2 separate regions of the Mus musculus genome follow, and region 2 is linked to region 1. Evidence: chromatin contacts called from public HiChIP or PLAC-seq data. All regions are on one chromosome and are shown on one strand. Each heading gives the region's core, a stretch centred on a gene start, on an enhancer-like site or on the middle of the called end of the contact. The rest is flanking DNA. Distances are from core to core; before and after follow the strand shown.

Region 1 (4,643 bases), core at 1,803-4,302:
TTAAATCACCACAGCTTCAAATCTCTGAATTAGACAAACCAAAGAAGTCAAGTCCAAAAATAATTCTACACAAACACAGAGCTGAATACACTTCATTAAGATGTGGATTTAAGGTTTCCATGACAACAGGAGATCTGTAGGAAAACATAAGCCAGGAAATTCCCTGTGTGACTTTAGAGCTAACACAGAGAATCATTGACTTTAGAAAGACGAATTCAAAGCAAAACTCTATGGAACTGTGCAAAACTGATGAATTTTAGGAGTTGCAGAAAATGAATATCCTTAGAAGAAAACACATTCATTACCCATGCAGAACACAGTCCCCTGTACTGAAAGGATGTCATAGCTCAGCTTCTCCAGTGCAGATGCTGAAAACTTCCCTATAGCTCAGGAACAATTTCTCTCTCAGCCTACCTGGGACCAAACCACTTGTGATTCTGCACTTGAGTGCAGGACACTTACCCAGATAGACATGGACTCTTCATGAGGAGATCTTACACAGGCTTGGATTAAGGGAGTTTTTAATGCATGTCAGCTCAGCAAGTTGTAATTTTAGTTTCTGTAGAATGTGACAAGTTCTCACTGGAGAGCAGGGAGACATGGCATCCCAGTGGAGCATCTTCCTTTCCTTTGATCTTAATCCCTGTGACCTGAATTACAGCCACCTGGGGAGGACTGGGCACAAACTTTGTCTGAGTTAACTTGTAATACATGTAGGAAGGATCAGAAAATCCGCACAAACTAAACTCTAGCTTTGCTCATTTTGAAGCTCAGGTATAATGAATCCCAAACCATTCCATACTTTGTGATGTGTCTGCTCTTGGGTGAGAGACTCCTGGGCCTTCCATGACTTCCCATCAGCTCTGAGGCTTTCGCCCTGCAGTCTTAACAGGCAGCCTTCTGCTGGGTCAGTCCCCATGTGGAATATCTGGATTCCGTGTAGTATTGGTTCTATGAGCCTTAATTTCCATATGTTCAGCTTCAGGATTCAAGCTCTGAGTGAAACTTACAAGTAAATTTAAAAGGAAATTATAGGAAACTGAAGAGGGAGAGAGGCACAGCTGGAGGCCTTTGGTGAGGAATTCAGGGGCCCATGAAAGCATCTTAGTGCAGGCTTAATCTAAAACCCTAATATCACCCCCTGTTCACTCTCTATTCTATGCATGGGTTCAATATGTGAGTTCTCATTAAGAAGAGACCTTAACAGAATGAAATCAATCTGCAGGCTGAAACTAGATTTTCAGTTGCAGCAGGACATTGAGATTTTCATGAAATGATGAAAACTTGGCATCAGAAGCTGGACAGGGATCATAACAAAATTATGATTTGACTGTTACTCCAAATTTCTATCAAGAGATGCTGTTATCAAAGATCAGTCTTCAAGGAGATTATAGGGGAAGTTATGTTGATACCCAGAACACAGACAAGTTGAAGGGGCTGAACTCAGAAAACTGATGCACTGCCAGTGAAATCCTGGTTAGGTCTCAATGTTGACATGTTTCACAGAGCAAGCTTGATGACTCTCCTTCATTCCTATAGTGTACCATTCTGTATACAATTCTGATGAGTTACAATGTACCATGATGCTTTCAACAGAGCCAATATGGGTCCTTGATCCTCAACTCTAGGTTATACATAAGCCTCATTCTTTTATAAACCACAGTCTCAGATATTTGTACTCAGAAGAAACTATGCATGTTCTAAATTTACATAGTGAATTCTCATCAAGGATAGTAGAAAAAGGCTTTACTGAGAACAAGGAGAAGAGACAGATAAGCTTGATGCTAACATCTACTTTGTTAATCTTTTTCTAATGAAACTACCCAATATTTATTAATATTAATTGCAGTCAGTCACAATTACCTCTGTTTGACATATATTTACTCATTCAACCCACATTAGTATTGAATCAAGCTCTATTATAAGAGAGATTTTGCTGACAACTAAACAGGAAGGAGCAGACTGAACAACTTGGCCAATTCAAACAAGTAGTAAGTGAGATGCTGAAATGTTATGCCTGTTATGTAGCATTTCCTCCACAGTTAAAAGGCTTCCATCTTGGAGGGAAACTTTCTGAGTCATAGAATGAAAGTGAAATACCAGGATATACTAAGACAGGATGCTGACAAGAAGGTGAGACAAGATGTTCTAGAGCAGTGGTCCTCACCCTCCTAACACTGCAGCCCTTTAATACAGTTCCTGATGTTGTACAGACCCAGACCCATAAAATTATTTTGTTGCTATTTTGCAGCTGTAATTTTCTTATTGTTATGAAACTTTTTAAATTCATTACATATTTTTGTCTACATTTTAATCATCTCAATTCCTTTTATGTATTGAGAATCTCTTCAAAGTATCACCTGGAAAGAATGAAGCCTATGGCCAATGTGATGAGGTAGGAAATAGGAGATGGGACATCCAGGATAGACACACACACACACACACACACACACACACACATATATATATATATATATATATATATATATATATATATACACAAAGAGAGAGAGAGAGATACCACAAACACACAAACACAAAGAGAAAGAGACAGAGACAGAGAGACAGAGATACATAGAGGCAGAGAGAGAAATTTGAGGACAGAAGCACAATGGATACAGACAAGCTGTCCAACTCAGCGGATTGACATTAGGGCACACTGTGTCTGGCACAGTGTCACAGGCTGCATCTGAGGTGTGTTAGAAACACTGAAAAAGGGAAAAAACTGTCATGGGTCTGAGAGGGCAGATAAGGTTAGTCTGAAGATTTGCTAAAATTGCATGTAAATATTAAAGAAAGGAGCAAGAAGACTAAGCATTAATTCTTACTCTGTAAGGATATTTCTTAGTCACCTTGCATGTAAGATTCAGAAAGAAGCACTATAAAACTAGTGAACTTGTTCCACATTTGAAAAAATAAGAGAGAGAGATGTGAGTTCTTGGTTTCATATTCCATCTGCCAAGCCTACTGCTTACTGACATGCATTCCCACCATGACAGTGCCATTAGTCAAATGAACTGAATATTTCCAAGAGGTTAAGGAAGATCTGACTCATGAATGATTCTGTAGGGAACTAGCCAAATCTAGAATGAATGTGTGTAATTGCCATTGGCACAGCACTGTCAATGACCAGTGGCCCAGAGCCATAGTAAGGTCAAATTCTTCCCAGGGTAAAGATCAGTGGAATGGCAAAGCCTTCCTCTGGTCCAAGTAGGAGTGTTGTCAATGTGCAGAAAATATTCACCATAGCCTCCCCTTGTCCAGATGTTTACACCCTGAAGACTGCCTCCTACAGAGACAGTTCCTCCTGAGAGAGGCTAAACTTGCCTCCCTGTTCAACTGTATGCAATAACCTGCTTCTTTGTTTATCTGTATTCAATAGCACCACTTCTTTTTTCAACTGAATATAATATACACACTCAGCTTATGGGGTACTTTGGCTTCTCCATCAGAGATCCCAAGCCAATCCCAGCTTTTCTGTATGTGTTTGTGTGCCTGTCCTTTTTTCATTTCCTCACTGCCCCTAGTCTGGTAGGACCCAAGCTCGGGAAGAAAATGGCTCAAGATGAAACTCAACATTAGCAGAAGATGAGGCTTTGCTACACAACCATATGGAGTCCCCATCCTGACACAGGCTAGGGTCATGTGGGAATCGAGAAGCTCAATCTTCCACCTGATTGTCTTGTGAGCAAGTCTGTGGGAGGTTTCATTGATTAATGATTGATTTGGTAGGGTCCGTTCACTGTGGATGGCACATCCTTGGACTAGTGGTATTTGAAAGCAACCTATCAGAAGCAAGACCATAAGCAAGCAATGTTCTTTTATGGCTTCTGCTTCAGTTCCTGACTCAAGGTTCCTGCTGTGTGTTTCTGTCCTCATTTCCCTCAGAAATGACCTGTGATGTGCAAAGTAAACATTGAAATAACCCTTTTTCTCTCCAAGTCGGTTTTGGTAATAGCTTTACCACAACAGAAAGAAATTAGGACACCTGAGAATACAGCTGACCAGACACAGCAGTGTAGAAGGACTCTTGTCTTTCTCTTCTTCTGTTTTTTCTTTTATTTATTCTTTAATCTATTTTTACTGCCCAGAATTTTCCCCCTCACAGTCCACCCTCCAACTGTTGCACACCCCATACCTTCTCCTCCCATCTCCAAGAGAAGGTCTCTACCCCACCCCTACCCCACCAGACCTCCCTGGGGACTCAAGTCCCCTAAGGTTGAGGCGCATCTTCACTAACTTTCAAGACCCAACAGTCCCTTGCTGTGTATGTGTTAGGGGCCTCGTATCAGCTGGCGTATGCTCCCTGGTTAGTGGCTCAATGTCTGAGAGATCTTGGGGGTCCAGGTTTGTTGACACTACTTGTCTTCCAAAAGGGTTAAACCCCTCCACAGCTTCTTCTAGATTTTCCCTCTAATTCAACCACAGGGATCACCTACTTTTGTACAATAGTTGGGTGTAAATATCTGCAAATGACACTTTCAGCTGCTTGGTGGACCTCTTAGAGAACATCCATTCTAGGCTTCTGTCTGCAAGAACACCAAAGCATCAGTAAAATCTCAGTGCCTCTGTTCTCCCCTTGAGCTGTATCTCAATTTGGGCCCGTCACTGGACCTCTTTTCTTCATGCTTTTCTCCATTTTT
Region 2 (4,375 bases), core at 238-2,737, 480 kb before region 1:
GGATAACCAAAGGAAAGTGTGGAAAAACAGTTGGGAAGGGATGGTGAAAGGGGATCCCTGGGGTCTAGAGAGATGGCTCAGCAGTCAAGAGCACTGGCTGCTCTTCCAGAGGACCTAGGTTCAGTTCCCAGCATCCACATGGTGGTTCACAACAGTATCTCCAGTTCCAAGGGATCTGATGCCTTCTTCTGACCCTTGAGGATATGAAACACGCACGGTACACACACACACACACACACACACACACACACACACACACACACACATTCAAATAAAAAATAAACCTTTTAAAAAAGAGGGAGCCTTAGAAGGACTTGGAATGGAGTCCTTACTGGGGAAGGGCGAGAACTGCAGTACAGACTTCCAACTTGGATAAGCAGAGCCTTGTAGGAGAGGGGGTATTGAGGAGCTGAAGAGTTCAGGGGGACTTACACCATTGGAGACATCCCAGCTGAGCATCATCCTGGCTTTCTGCTCAGCCTCTGCAGTTCCATCTAGAACAAGGCCAAATCCCCCATTGATGACTTCACCCCTGCAAGAGACAGAACAGTTCTCAGCTAACTGTGTCAACTTGCCCGGAGCAGGAATGCTTGCAAGACTTCAGGCACCAGCATTGGGGAAGCCTTGTCATATTGACCTCTACCTCATAAAGCCATGTGACCAGCAGAACAGAGCAGCTACATCCTGGCTTCTCAAATAATTATGCTTCTGAGTCGGTCTTTCCCACTTCATGTATCTCCCAAGAAGCCCCCTCCCCCCACACCTCCACCCTCCCCCATCACCTTGTGCTTGATGCCTGTTTGTCCATCAGAATGGGAAACGATCTTTCTCATTGTACTCAGGCTGTGTACATGCTGGCCAAGTGCTCTGGTGCTGAGTTACATACACCCTGGTCTCCAATAGTGTTCAAAGAAGGGAGGGAGGTTGTTTCACAGGGCCCACAGAAGCGGTGATAAGGAATAGATGGGCACACAGGAAGGCTGGCTGAAAGCTGCCGTGCCCCACGTGGGCTGCTAGTTGCCCAGATGACTGACTGCCCAGAGGCTACCTGAGCTTGCCTGGTCTGTGAAATGATATGAAGTCTACCCACATGCCATCCTTTCCTATAGAAATAGCCCAGAAAAGACTTTGCTAAGGTACAGTTGCTCCCACTCAGTGACTTGACTGAATGGCCATGTCCTGCGGACATAGTCTAGAGCACATGAAACTGCAGTCAACTGGTGCCAAGGGGACACACAGCACACAAGCTGTCACCAACCAGACACTCCAAAAGAGGGAGTACGAAGAGGCCAAGGCCATGGAGTGAGCTAAACTTGACACACAGCTGTGGGTGGTGACCTTGCACAGGGAAGAGCCTCTCAACAGCACACTAGGAGACAGTCCAGGAAGTGGAGAAGCAAGTCAAGAAGCCTGAGGGCAAAGAGCTTAGACTCTTAGATTCCTGCCAAACAAGGAAGAAAATAAAGCCACAGAACTGGGTGTGGTCTGTTCTTGGAGAAGCAACATTAGTGAGCCAGGTCCCTTGGCCCCTTTGGCGGTGCTGGGTCCCATATCCTCCCTGCCGAATTCCCAGACCATCTGCTGTTTGTCTTGTGAGGCTTGGGACAAGTTTCAGTCTCTTTAACAGTCACACTCATCCCCTCTCCCGCACATAATAACCAGGGAGCTCTTCTCTGTGCTGTTTTTTCTCCAGCTAGGACATGCGCTATGGTCACATTTTCCATTAATTAAAGCCACCTGACTGAGTTGCAGCTAAGAATTTTAGTCTTGGTGGGCACGAGGCCAAGCCAGACGTCTGAATGTACTGGGAAGCTGGTTAATGAAAGGACTTGGCTCTTCAGGACAGAGAGGCTTGCCTGGATCCAGCCCATACTCACCCCTATGCCCTTCCCCCTCCTCTGTGTGTGTGTGTGTGTGTGTGTGTGTGTGTGTGTGTGTGTGTGTGTGTGTGTGTGTCTTTCTCACAGGCCATAGTGCCCCTGACTGCTGAGAGCAGCCAGGGCTCCAGCTTTGAGCAGCTCTGGGAATCCCAGACATGACACTTTCTTAGCAGAGGCAAACCCTCTGAGCCTCAGTTTCTTCATCTGTAAAGCCTATGTTTTTTCTTCGATTCTGGGAGAGGGAATACTGAAAGAGATCGGTGAATACTGCTGAATAGACCTTGTCTGAGGAATCTGAGTTAATATTTCCAGCAGCAGAGGAATGGCCAATGCCAATCAGAATGAGTCCCCTAGAGTTTGGATGTTAGATGCTTGCTTGTGGGAGGTGGTGGAACTTTTAAGGGGGGGAGTCTCATGGGAGGTCTTCAAGTCATTGAGAAGTGCCTTTGTATGAGATCTTGGCCTCTTCTTTTCCCTGTCATGAATGAATGGTTCTGCCTGCATTCCTAGAGGCTCTTGTCATACTGTGCTGCCTATATGCAGTGTGGTCAACTGACCATGAACTGTAACCTGTGAAGCTGTGATCCAGAGAGGCCTTTCCTCGTGACAAGCTGGGGATTTCTACTGTCACAGGAACAGAAAGATGACCAACTCAGAGACCATCATAGAGACCCCAATGACCCTGCCCTGGCGCTGGCTGGAAAGTGACCTGTGTGAATAGCTATAAGAGTGGAAGAGTGGGAAGCCTAGAATCTGTTGTCCTGGCAACCATGCACTCCCACTCTTTAAACAGAGATAGTTATAGTGGGAATGGGAATACGGAAATGAATGTGGCTGTTACTCATGCTGACTTTTGTGTCCTATATGATAGGTACAGGCCAAACTCTGGAGTTGCTTTATGCAAGTCTCCCTTTCTGTCCCTCCATCTTCTGTACCCCAACATACCGACCCCTGGTTCTCAGCTCACATGAGGAATGTATTCACACAAAGCCCTCAATAGAACAAGTGGTCAGAGACCTAAGTCCGAGAACTGCAGGCCCCCAGACCTGCCCCTGCCCCAAGAGGACCGCATGTTCTCCATATCAGCCCACAGCCTGCTTTCTGATGTCTTCTTACCAGCCTACACCCCCTCCATTGTGAAGTGCAACCCAGGTGGCACCACGACAGGCATCTCCCACGAAGTTCTGCACGGCCATGTCTACAGAAAAAGGGAAGCGTGTGCCATCATTCCTTGCACTAGGTCGTGCTGAGGGCCAGGCTTATGCTAATTCTTGGGACTGAAGAACAATGTGTCAGGGAAGTGGGGGAACAGAGACAGGGGAGTCTAGAAACAGAGGAAGCAGGAGAAATGGACAAAGTCCAGCTGTACCTATTATCCTTCACTACAGCTACACTCTCTAGCACTGAATTCTCATCCATGCCTAGGGCAGGGATTACAAAGAAATGACACTTTCTGATTCCATCAGAGAAGTGAGATCCCTACGTTGGCAGCGGGACTTGAGAGGTGACCCCCTCAGCTAATGAATGTGCTGTCCCTTTAAATGCTTGTAGCTCTCCTCCAAGTAGTTTTGCTTCAGATAAAGCTTTCCAGAGAGATCCAGAAGTCACTCTGACTCAAGTTTTTAGATGACTTAGATAAATTTGCTTATTATCACACTCAGCTCTCTACCCAGGAGGCATTCCTGCCCAACATTTTTTTGTTTTGACTGAGCAATGCTGAGGATGCGTGAACTCCAACTGAGCATGCTTACAGCTGAGAAGTGTCTTCCTATACGAACATTCACATGCCTCTGGCTTTCTTTACTAGGGACAGTGCTTTGGCAGTGCGCCTGCTACAAGTAACTAGCCACTCACTATTTCAGTCCTAGTTTTGGTTTTCCTCAGCTGCTTTGCTGCAGCAGAAGCGAGCCCATCATTAATGAACAGCCACATAGCCAGGAAGTTATGGAGCCAGGCCCCGTGGTGAAGCAGATCCCCTTCCAGTTGCCTTCTAAGCATCTAATGTGTTGAAGGACAGACGAGAGTAGGCCTGTGAAAGTTGCCATTTTGCCATTCTGGAGACACAGGCATAACACTGCAGCTTCCTCCTGTAACTCTTTAATCCCTCCTCTCACCCCAAATTCTCACAGAGATCATAGAACCTAGGATCTCCCACTCCTGGTGCTGGGTAAGGAAGAAGAGGAGGAGGGAGAAGAAGAAAAAGAAGAAGAGGGAAAAGAAGAGGAGGAGGAGGAGGAGGAGGAGGAAAGTCTGTAGCCCAGAACCTGGAAGACAGGAAATCTCCTTCCTCCCTCTGAGATGAGGCCTCTCTATGTTACCCAGGATGCTACTAATTCTTAAGCTTAAACCATACTGCCTGATCCCAGTCAGCTGCTAGAACTGCTATGGGTGTGCACCAGTCAGCTGCCAGAACTGCTGGGACTATGGGTGTGCACCTCCTCAGCTGGCTAACGTTAAGTGACAAAAATCCTTTGGTCCTCCTCACCTGCGCAGAA

The links. HiChIP or PLAC-seq counts read pairs in DNA pulled down with a chosen protein or histone mark.
Region 2: a contact with region 1 is called in a CTCF HiChIP or PLAC-seq map of the NIH/3T3 cell line, with 5 read pairs. The contact joins two enhancer-like sites. A contact is called at or near these places in 2 of 15 datasets of contacts at CTCF or cohesin (both in the NIH/3T3 cell line) and 1 of 9 other capture datasets (pancreatic islet).

What each region holds. Positions count from the first base shown.
Region 1 is chr6:89,879,505-89,884,147 of GRCm38.p6, reverse strand. No RefSeq gene overlaps it. Among named protein-coding and RNA genes, the nearest start is that of Vmn1r43, 11 kb to the right of the region's middle. Within about 2 kb of position 3,052, at least 22 of the 459 cell types and tissues checked have an H3K27ac peak or open chromatin away from gene starts, as enhancers often do. A contact at or near this core is called in the NIH/3T3 cell line, where this site is marked.
Region 2 is chr6:90,357,608-90,361,982 of GRCm38.p6, reverse strand. It overlaps Uroc1 (urocanase domain containing 1), which reads right to left. Exons shown (of 20, transcript NM_144940.2): 17 at 4,366-4,375; 18 at 2,997-3,078; 19 at 433-532. Among named protein-coding and RNA genes, the nearest start is that of Zxdc, 9.7 kb to the left of the region's middle. Within about 2 kb of position 1,487, at least 164 of the 459 cell types and tissues checked have an H3K27ac peak or open chromatin away from gene starts, as enhancers often do. A contact at or near this core is called in the NIH/3T3 cell line, where this site is marked.